Linked DNA regions of Mus musculus: region 2 is linked to region 1. Evidence: chromatin contacts called from public ChIA-PET data. All regions are on one chromosome and are shown on one strand. Each heading gives the region's core, a stretch centred on a gene start, on an enhancer-like site or on the middle of the called end of the contact. The rest is flanking DNA. Distances are from core to core; before and after follow the strand shown. Region 1 holds the start of Tbce (tubulin-specific chaperone E). Region 2 has its middle 73 kb from the start of Lyst.

Region 1 (5,416 bases), core at 519-3,018:
AAAACCAGATAAACTTAATCTAGTAGAAGAGAAAGTGGGAAAGAGCCTCGAACACATGGGCACAGGGGAAATTTTCCTGAACAGAACACCAATGACTCAAGCTCTAAGATCAACAATTAACAAAAGTGACCTCATAAAACCGAAAAGCTTCTGAAGGCAAAGGACACTGCCATCAGGACACAACGGCAACCTACATATCAGGAAAAGATCTTTATCAATCCTATATCTGATAGAAGGCTAATATCTAATATATACAAGGAACTCAAGAAGTTAGACTCCAGAGAACCAAATAACCCTATTAGAAATGGGGTACAGAGCTAAAGAAAGAATTCTCAATTGAGGAATCCTGAATGCCCAGGAAGCGCCTAAAGAAATGTTCAACATCCTTAGTCATAGGGAAATCAAATCAAAATGACCCTGAGATTCCACCTCACACCAGTCAGAATGGCTAAGATCAAAAACTCAGGTGACAGCAGATGTGGAGAAAGAGGAACACACATTTTCATTGTTTGTGAGACTGCAAGTTGGTACAACCACTCTGGAAATCAGTCTAGAGGTTTGTAAGAAAATTGGACATAGTACTATTTGAGGACCCAGTTATACTACTCCTGGGCATATACACAAAAGATGCTCCAACATATAACAAGGACACATGCTCCACTCTGTTCATTGCAGCCTTATTTATAATAGCCAGAAGCTGGAAAGAACTCAGATGTCCTTCAACAGAGAAACTGATACAGAAAATGAGGTACATTTACACAATGGGGTACTACTCAGCTATTAAAACAATGACTTCATGAAATTCTTAGGCAAGTGAATGAACTAGAAAATATCCTGAGTGAGATAAGTCAGTCACTAAGGTGGATGGCAAGAAGTGTGCAGACTGTAGCCTGATATAGCTGTTTCTAGAGAGGCGCTTCCAGAGCCTAACAAATACAGAGGCAGCTGCTAGCAGCCAACCATTGAACTGAGCACAAGATCCCTAACGGAGGAGTTAGAGAAAAAAAGACTGATGGAGCTGAAGGGGTTTGCAACGCACAGGAAGAACAATATCAACCAACCAGACCCTGCAGAGCTCCCAGGAACTAAACCATCAACCAAAGAGTACACATGAAGGGACTCATGGTTCCAGCCCCATATGTAGCAAAGGATGGCCTTGTTGAACATCAATGGGAGGTGAGGTCCTTGGCCCTGTGAAGGCTCGATGCCCCAGTGTAGGCGACTGCCAGGGCGGCGAGGTGGGAGTGGACGGGTGGGTGGGGAGCACCCTCAAAGAAGCAGGGGAAGGAAGGATGAAATAGAGGGATTCCGGAGGGGAAACCGGGAAAGGGGATAACATTTTAAATGTAAATAAAATATCCCCCTCAAAAAAAGGGAAAAAAATCTGAATACTCCTCTCTGCCCTCCCACCACCCTCCACCGCTGTCCACCAGAAACGTCAAAAGGAAGAGATGGCAGCATCACTTGAGACCCACGCCCAGATGTTAACGGGGGAGGGGTGGGGAGGATCCAGAAGGCGCTTGGCGCAGGCGCACTAGCCTTCCGCTGGGTCAGCCCACAATGGGGCCCAGCCGACCGGAGAAGTCTCGGAGCAGAAAGCACACACTCAGGCAACCCAGCCCCATTGGGCAGCTCGCCACCTCAGCTCCACGACCTTACGAAGCTCACCTTCCCTCTGCCGGTCTGTCAGCACCCAGAGACCCTCACGCAATCAGCGACGAAGCTTTCGGCTCTAGGCGGAAGTATCTGGAGACCGGAAGTCCCACCTCCGCAGAGGAAGTGATGAAAACCACTTTAGCCCTTCCAAACGCGAACCCTATTGTCGCGAAGTGCTGGTAAGGTAGACACCGGAACTGCAACCCCGAAGGACTGTGGGACCAGTCGATTTTGCGTACTGTAGTTGATTCAAGACGCGAACTAAAAGTTCATAGCTGGGCGTGATGGCTCATGGCAATTACAATCAGCACTGGGAAGGTCGAGGCAAGAGAGATGGGAGGAGCGGAGGGGGGTTCATATCTAAAAAACAAAAATGTTTCATGCTTATGGGCACTAAATCACCGTAGGGAGTTCATAGTTACATAGAAAGGTGTAGTGTTGATCCCTCCAGAACTGGAAAGAAAAAGTTAACCAGCTAAGGCATGAGGGAGAACAAGAGTAAACGCAATGTTTTAAGTAAGTCACCACTTTAAACAAGACGTTCCTATGAATCGAGTGTTTTGGTTTATTTTTAGATGTTAAAAAGCCAGTAACTATTTCATTGAAAACAAATTTAAGATGCTATGTATATAAGCATATCGCAATGTGACCCCTCATATTGCTATACCTGAAGCTGGCAAAAACTTACTTGGAAGAGCTCCGGCTTTGCTGGATCCAAGTCAGTTTGACCAGACAGCACCACGAAAACAGTAATAAAAGAGTGCTGTAATTCAATCCAAGAGGAATTGCACAACTCTGCTGGGAGACATAATTAATTATAAATCTGTTTTATTGCACAGCAGTGAACGAGAACCCTGTAGTGAATCTGTTGTCAGTGGTTAATGAAAGATGAAATAAGCTGCCAGAACCTTTCCTGTTTGAAACCGTCTCAGTAGTCATAGAACATGACTCACTCTTGCCTGGAGGGGCTAAGCTACTATTGTCATTTGGCAAGTCTCCAATAGAAACACAGACCTTCAGATGGGAGCGTTTTTCAAGGACAACATTTCATGAAGGTGCTGCTGCTGATTGTTTTGAGACAAAGTCTCACGTATCCTAGGCTGGCCTCAAAACTTGCCAAAGTCAAGCTGGGCGTGGTGACGCCCACCTTTAATCCCAGCACTCGGGAGGGAGAGGCAGGCGGATTTCTGTCACCTAACTACCAAAGTCAAGATTGGTCTTAATTCCTTAATATCCTGCCTCCATCTACCAAGTGCTAAAATCACAGGCTTGGCCCACCATGCCAATATCTCCACATTTATTGTAACTTCATGCTTTTCAAGGAAGTGTTGATACAAAACACATGCTAGAAAAGAGATAGGCTATTCTGAACCAAATTTAAGTGATCTTGGCCCAGAAACGTTTACTGAGTTTACCCTGAATGACTTACTGTAGAAGAGATCATTTGAATTTTTATACTTTTACACAAGAACACATTCCTCTATATCTCCCAAGTTCTCCCTACCTTCTACTTCCCGTGATTATTTTGTTCCCCCTTCTAAGTTGGACTGAAGCATCCTTACTTTGGCTGGCCTTCTTCTCGAGCTTCATATAGTCTGTGAGGAGGAATATTGCTAGCTTTGCATGTGTGAGTCTTTAGGTTTTATCCTTAGAACTGTCAAGAATGATGATGGTGGTGATGAAGAGGAGGAGGAAGAGGAAAGATACCTACTATTGACCCTTGGCATGACAGGCACATACATGCATACTCACATACAGAGGTACCCATACAAATAAGTACACAGAAGAACATTCTAGTAGCTTGAGGTATGGGCAGGTGCAAGGGGCTATTGCCAGAGCCAGAGCTGCTGGTTAAGCCTGATCAAGATGACAACCTCCCAAAAGCACCGAGACTTCGTGGCAGAGTCCATGGGGGAAAAGCCAGTGGGGAGCCTGGCTGGTATTGGTGAACTCCTGGGCAGGAAGCAGGAGGAAAGGGGCTTTAACAAGGCTTATAAAGAATGATGAAGACCTCTTTAGAGAATGGCTGAAAGACACACGTGGTGCCAGTGCCAAGCAGTCCTGGGACTTTTTTTTTTTTTTTTTTTTTTTTTTTTTGGTTTTTCAAGTCAGGGTTTCTCTCTGTGTAGCCCTGGCTGTCTTGGAACTCACTTTGTAGACCAGGCTGGCCTCGAACTCAGAAATCGCCTGCCTCTGCCTCCCAAGTGCTGGGATTAAAGGCATGCGCCACCACCGCCCGGCAGTGATGCCTTCTTATAATGTTCTCTGGGAACCCCTCAGCCCCCAGCCCCAGCATAGAGTCTCTAGAGTCTGCAGCAGGGCAGGGCTCCTCCCTGTCCTGCATGAAGAAAAAGATGGCTGTTGCCACCTTCACCTCCTATGTTCTCCAGGGTCTTTGGGGAGTTCTCTCCCCTCAGCATTTCCACCTTTCTGGAATCCTTGCCCTTGCATGCCTTTCCCTTCCACCTCTCCCTGCAGTTCTGTGGCAACAGTTACCAGCCTTCCTGAATGGATTCCTGACCCCCTTCTCCCTCATTATCTGTTGGATGCCCTTTGGTTCCTTTCCCTTTTTTTTTTTTTTTTTCTTTTTTGGCAAAAACAGTCACTGTCCTTATAAAATATTTTTAAATTAATAAAATCAGTGGCCTTCAAAAAAAAACAAACAAATAGGTACACACACACACACACACACACACACACACACACACACAAATAAATAGGGCTGGGTATGCAATTGACAGAATGCTTAGCACACACAAAATTGTGGATTAGATCCCCAGCACTATATAAAACAGGCGTGGTCCTGTACACCTGCAATCCTCTGACTCAGGAGCTAGAAGCAGGAACATCATTTCAAGGTCAAGGCATAAGCCCCTCAAGGCTGGAGCAGCCAGGGCATACCCTACAGAAAAAGAAAAGCCCAAGATCAGGCCATAAAATCCCACAAATTCCAGGCCACCCAGGAAAACACTATCACCATCCCCCCAAATAAGACTATATATAAAACCTGCCTTCTGTTCAGTTCTTCACTTCTTCTCTCTTGAGCAGAGTCAGCCACCTTCTTGTGTTTTTCCCAATAAGTATCTTTGTGAGGTTTGTTGTGCATTGTGATTTTATGGTATTCCATGGTTCTTGACCGCCAGGATACCTTTCCTCTCAGAGCTGTACCAGCTGCCATATTCAGAAAGACTCCGCTTGTGCCTGTGTTCCTCTTTGGGGGGTCTAAGTTTCACTGGGATCTTGTTTTTTGTTTGTTTGTTTTTGTTTTTCGAGACAGGGTTTCTCTGTCTTGGAACTCACTTTGTAAACCATGCCTGCCTCTGCCTCCCAAGTGCTGGGATTAAAGGCGCGTGCTACCACACCTGGCCCATTTCACTGGGATCTTATCCCTCATCTCCAGTCACCTGTAACAAACTCACCTTCTAGTTCACTGATTGCTTGACACCCTACCCACCAGTGACAATTGGGTAAGTTCCCCCTTTGGTTAGTTTAAACACTTGCCTGAGCAAGAAGAACCAACTATTGGGTGTCTGGCAACCCTCTGGTACTCTTGGAGGCAGAGGTACCCTAGCCATGATCTTGAGGTCTGCAGCAGGCCCTCTTTACTTGACCCTGGCACTCCCCTACCCCCAATTGGAGCTGCAATCCTGCAGTTTACTTAGGCACAACCTGGCTATTGGGTTCCTTCCTGCCCTTTTCTCCTGCCTTCCCCTTGGTTCTGCCCATAACCCCATTAACCCCACAGTTCCTTTAGGCTCTT
Region 2 (5,185 bases), core at 335-2,834, 520 kb before region 1:
AAATGGAAGTTCTGCTACATGCAACAGCATGGGCAAACCTCCAGGACATTGTGCGGTGACAAACAGACCAGTGGCTAAGGGACAGGTATTAGATCATTCCACTTACTTGAGGAACTTAGAATAGGCAAATTAAAACAAAACAAAACTGGAAGTAGATTTTAAGTCACCAGAAGGTAGAGGGAGGAAGAATGGAATTATTAATAATTAGAGTCTTCGAGGTGATAAAAAGCTTTAGGAAATAGGTTGGGGAGGGCTGCATCATTTTTAAAATGTAGTTAATGACACTGAAGTATGCACTTAAAATAGCTACAAGGGAAACTTTTGAATTATATATTCTCTTTTGTTTAATTACTTTGTTAAGAGCTCATCGTGTAGCTCAGGCTAGCCTCAAACTCACAATTTTTCTGCCTCATCTCCCAGTTCTGGGATTAAGGCCTGTGCCATGGCACCAGTTCTGTAGTACATACATGTATACAATATGTATACATGTTTATATATTACATAACAATATTTTACTATAATTTAAAAATTGTCATGTACAGCCTTATGAGCTTTGCATATTTATTATATTATATTTATATTGCAATAAAGTTGTTTTGTTTTACTGCAAAGCCAAATTTCCTAGTTACCTAAAAAGGGCAAAATACTGGTCTGGGCATTGTCGCAGCTGACTAGTCCTATGAAGACTATGAGGCTTTCCTTAGGATCCTGTCAGGAAGGGACTTTGCAGATGACCTGTCACTCTTTTCTTTCTCCCCACCCACCCCCTCTCTCTTGTGAGACAGGGTTTCTCTGTGTAACCCTGGCTGTTCTGGAACTTAATTTGTAGACCAGACTGGCCTTGCTTCTGCCTCCCAAGTGCTGGGATTAAAAGCGTGCACAAACTTTTATTATTATTTACATTATATTGTTATATTATATTATTATTTATTATACTAATAATATATTTATTTTAAATTTATGTGCATTGGTGTTCTGCCTGCATGTATGTGAAGGTGCCAGATCTCATGGACTTGAAGCTGCAGACAGCTGTGAGCTACCATGTGGGAACAGGGAACTGAACCAGGGTCCTCTGGAAGAACAGCTAGTGCTCCTAAATGCTGAGCTACCTCTGCAACCCCAACAGGCCGGCTCCCCCGACTCCCAACCCCCATGGCCAGCTTATTTTAAAAACATGGATTCTGGGGATCGAACTCTGGTCTTCTTGTTTTGTTTGGTGTGGGGGATGTAAGCTTGACTAGCTAGCATGTGTGTGGAGCCCTGGGTTTGACCCTTAGCTCTTAGCTCCGAATCCTGTAATCCAAGCACTTCGGAGGTGGAGGCAGAAGGATCAGAAGTTCAAGGCCATCCTTGGCTACACAGTGAGTTCAAGGTCAGCCTGGGCTTTGTGCGATCCTGGCGCTGGGGATCCAACCACAGTTTCGTGAATGCTAGGTAACTAACTACCAACGGAGCTACAGCCCCATCCGTGCGATTTTTAGAGGCTTCTCGAACAAACCCATCTGAAGATCACAGTTCTGAAGGGGAGGTTAAGGATCCTTTAGTAGCAAAACTATCTCTGTTCATTTCCTCTTTCACCAGGGTGTGGAGCTCAAAGGCCACAGCCAAAATCTTAGAGGAGTTTAGCAAGAAAGAGGGACATCTACAAAGTGATCCTTGTTAAGATGGCACAGAAATTAAGACATGGAAGTGCCAGAAAGCTCGAGAACTTTGAGAATGGCTTCTTGGACACTTGCCTCTCAAGAGGGGCACCGATGAGCATAGAGAGCATTCAGCCTGTTTTCAGCCTAGCTAGCCTCTCAGTTGAAATCTCGCTGGTTTGCCAACGCAGTTCCAAATGTGACCACAAGAGGTCAGAGCCGCTCAATGCACGAAGCATCACAAGATGACCTTAACTCATGCTGGTCACCTCCCAAAGGCCGACCTGTAAAACATAAAGGTGGAGTTAGTTATTCTGAAACTGCTCCATGCCTCACAGTGGGGGTTAAACTCTGGAAGAAGTTTAAAAGGGATAAACTTTTATCAAAAGTGGCCACTCCCGTGGGAAGTCACCTTTAACAGTGAACAAGAATTTGAATGAAGCTTGCTAGAAATAAAATGGCTTGGCCCGGACGAGTATGAGACCTTCGGAGACTGGCACTAGAAACACACGTTAGCATCTTATAAATACAACATGTTCTTCAAAGTAGTGAAACTGGGTCAACAAAGCCAGAAAGAAAAATAGGCTGTAAGTCTCAAGTGTCACTTGAGAGCACACTCAGGTGTCACCAGTTGTATACTAGGAATTGAACCTGAGTCCTTGTGCATGCTCGGCAAACACTCTACCACTGAACTCCATTCCTAGCCCAGACTGCCGGTGTTCTTAGTATTAGGTAGGACCATCATTTGATGGTGACAGTGCAGAGGGCCTTTTGTGATGATTCTTCAGCTCGTAGAAACCTCTAACCTTCTGGTTGCTTTGACTGAACCAAATGAAGTTATTTTTTGTTTTTTGTTGAGACTGAAAGATCCTGACAGAATGTAAAAGGTCACAGAAGCCCATTGGCAAGATAGATGTCAGTGTTAGCAGAACTAGCTTCACTGATTTAGAAAAATAGAGGTGCACAATGCTCTGGCCACTCCTTGAATCTGTGTGTCTGCCAATGTTTTGACCATTCCTTGACTCATGTGTGTGCCCACTGATGAAGCCCATTGCCAGGTGTTTGTGATATTGGTGGCTGAGAAAGAGTCAGAAAATCTCCCCAGCAACCACAGCCCGGCCAATCCTGAGTTGCTGCACCTGCACCAGACTCTTTCCTTGTACCCCTCCCATACCCATTTCTTGAGAATAGACATTGTTTAGTTCTGGAATCCCCTACTCCCCCCACTTCTCCTTTCTTCCCGAGGGCCTATAAAAACTGGGACCTCTTTCCCCTCGAGGTCGACTCCTCTACCCCAGCGTGGGATATGAGTTGTCCCCAGAGCTCTGGCTTTCCCCAATAAAGCCTCATGTGGTTTGCAACAAGCTCGGTCTATCGTGAGTTCTTGGATGTCTGCTATTGTCCTGAGGCCTGAGCGAGGGGCTCCTCTGGGAGTCTTTCAAGACCATTGGTTCCCTTCTGACTGTTTCCTCTTTTGTGGTCAATATGATGGTAGCCTCCAGCTGGAGGACAGTCTTGGGGCAAAGTACTGCATTGCATCGAGGACACTGTGTGTGTGTGTGTTTGAGCCTACCCAAGCCAGAGATTGATGGAGCACTTCATAGTTTGTCTTTACAAGTCTACATGAATTTTGTGTTCAAGTCCAATAGTAACTGATTAATTACGTTAGTTTATTTGACTAGGCTCTCCTGCAGCCCATCCCTCCTGGATCTCTGTGTGGCTGAGGATGACCCTGACCTCCAGGCCCTCCTGCTTTCTCCTCCCACGTGCTGGGGTGCTGGGGGCAACCAACAGAACAGTTTTATAATAAATGTAAAATACCACATATTTTTCAACAATAAATTTAAAATGTTTATGCATTTGTGTGTGTGTGTGTGTGTGTCTGTCTGTCTGTCTGTCTGTCTATATACACAGTACTCACAGAGGCCAGAAGAGGGCATAAAATCCCCTAGAACTGGAATTAGGTGATTGTGAACCTACCAATATGGGTGCTGGGAACTGGCCTCTCATCCTCTGGAAGCTCTTTTAACCACAGAGTCATCATCCCTACTCATAAAATGCCATTTTAACCCCTTAACATTTGCCTTGGGTTGAATTGTAGCCTGCCAAAAAGATAGGCATGGCTTTAACCCCAATACTTCACAATGTGATATTTAGAAATAAGGTCTTTTCAGATATAGTCAAATGAAGATGAGATCATGGGATAGGCCTTAACCCAACTGGACCAGGGTCTTTGTTAAAAGAAGAAAGTGGACTCAAAGATAGTACACACAGAAAATTTCTTAAGAGAGGAAGACAGAGATAGGGTGATATAAATAAGAGGTATGGAGACCCAGAGATACCTGCAGCCTAACACATAAGTCCCCTCACAGCCTCCAAAGCCACCCTGCAGCATCTTGACCTTGAACGCTGATATCAAAAACCAGGGAAATACTCTTCTGTTGTTTAAGATGCCCAGCTGTGGCTTTTTGTTTCAGCACCTTCAGCTGACTAATACACTAACAAAAACACTGAACCTTAAGGGGGATAGACCAACTTCATCCACTGTTGCCGACTGCCACCTCAGTTGATGCCCATCTCTATAGAACACAGCTGGTGTGTATAGATGCTTGAGAGGTTGGCGAGAATATGTACCTGAAAGCACTTTACCAATTCTCAAAGGATGATGGGATAGTCAGCTGTTGCTAAGAGGAGGAAGGTGGGGCTGAGAGCGAACTCGGTTGGTAAAGTGCTTGCCACTCAAGCCTAAAGACCTGAGTTTGATTCCCAGATATCACATAAAAGAGCCAGCAGGAACCAGGCAGCGGTGGTGCACTCCTTTAATCCCAGCACTACATAGGCCAAAGCAGGCAGATCTCTGTGAGTTTGAGGCCAGCCTGGTCTGTAGAGTGAACAGCCAGGGCTACACAGAGAAACTGTCTCAATAAAACCAAATAACAAAACCAAAAAGTGCCCATAATTATATAATCATAGGCAGAGATAGGCTGACCAACCAACTCAGCCAAGCCTTATTGGCAAGTTCAAGGCCAATCAGAAACCTTGCCTCAGAGAACCTAAAGTTGACCATTTGATCCTGCCTGCAATACACCCCCCCCACACACAGCCTACACACACACACCCACACACACCCACACACCCCCACACACCCACACACACACCCTACACACATGGAAGGGACTGGGGACTGAGGATACCATTTAAGTCAGGAAAACAACTGACTTAGAATTCTGCCAGGGGCCTTCCCTGCCACCTCTGTAACTGCTCCAAGTAAACAGGGTCCAAGTGCAGGGTGCTCCAGCTATAGTTCATGAAGATGAATTTAGAAGAAGCTATATCCTGTTGAAGGTGGATATTGATCACTGAAGCCCAAGCTACTTGGACACCATGTATCCAGTGGAAAGACAACAAACAGAGATGCTCAGAAAACAAGAGCTCCACTTGGGAGGCAGATTTCTGAGTTCGAGGCCAGCCTGGTCTACAGAGTGAGTTCCAGGACAGCCAGGGCTACACAGAGAAACCCTGTCTCGAAAAAGCAAAACCAAAAC

What was found. ChIA-PET counts read pairs in DNA pulled down with a chosen protein or histone mark.
Region 2: an RNA polymerase II ChIA-PET map of memory CD8 T cells shows a contact between it and region 1, with 25 read pairs. The contact joins the enhancer-like site here to the promoter of Tbce in region 1. A contact is called at or near these places in 5 of 39 promoter capture datasets (the C10 cell line, the HPC-7 cell line, cranial neural crest and 1 more), 5 of 115 datasets of contacts at active chromatin or transcription factors (acute myeloid leukemia, effector CD8 T cells, embryonic stem cells and 2 more) and 2 of 9 other capture datasets (adipose tissue and liver).

The regions. Positions count from the first base shown.
Region 1 is chr13:14,037,870-14,043,285 of GRCm38.p6, forward strand. Tbce (tubulin-specific chaperone E) reads right to left here and starts at 1,769. Exons shown (of 17, transcript NM_178337.3): 1 at 1,669-1,769.
Region 2 is chr13:13,515,212-13,520,396 of GRCm38.p6, forward strand. No RefSeq gene overlaps it. Among named protein-coding and RNA genes, the nearest start is that of Lyst, 73 kb to the right of the region's middle. Within about 2 kb of position 1,585, at least 89 of the 459 cell types and tissues checked have an H3K27ac peak or open chromatin away from gene starts, as enhancers often do. A contact at or near this core is called in the HPC-7 cell line, adipose tissue, liver and 1 more, where this site is marked.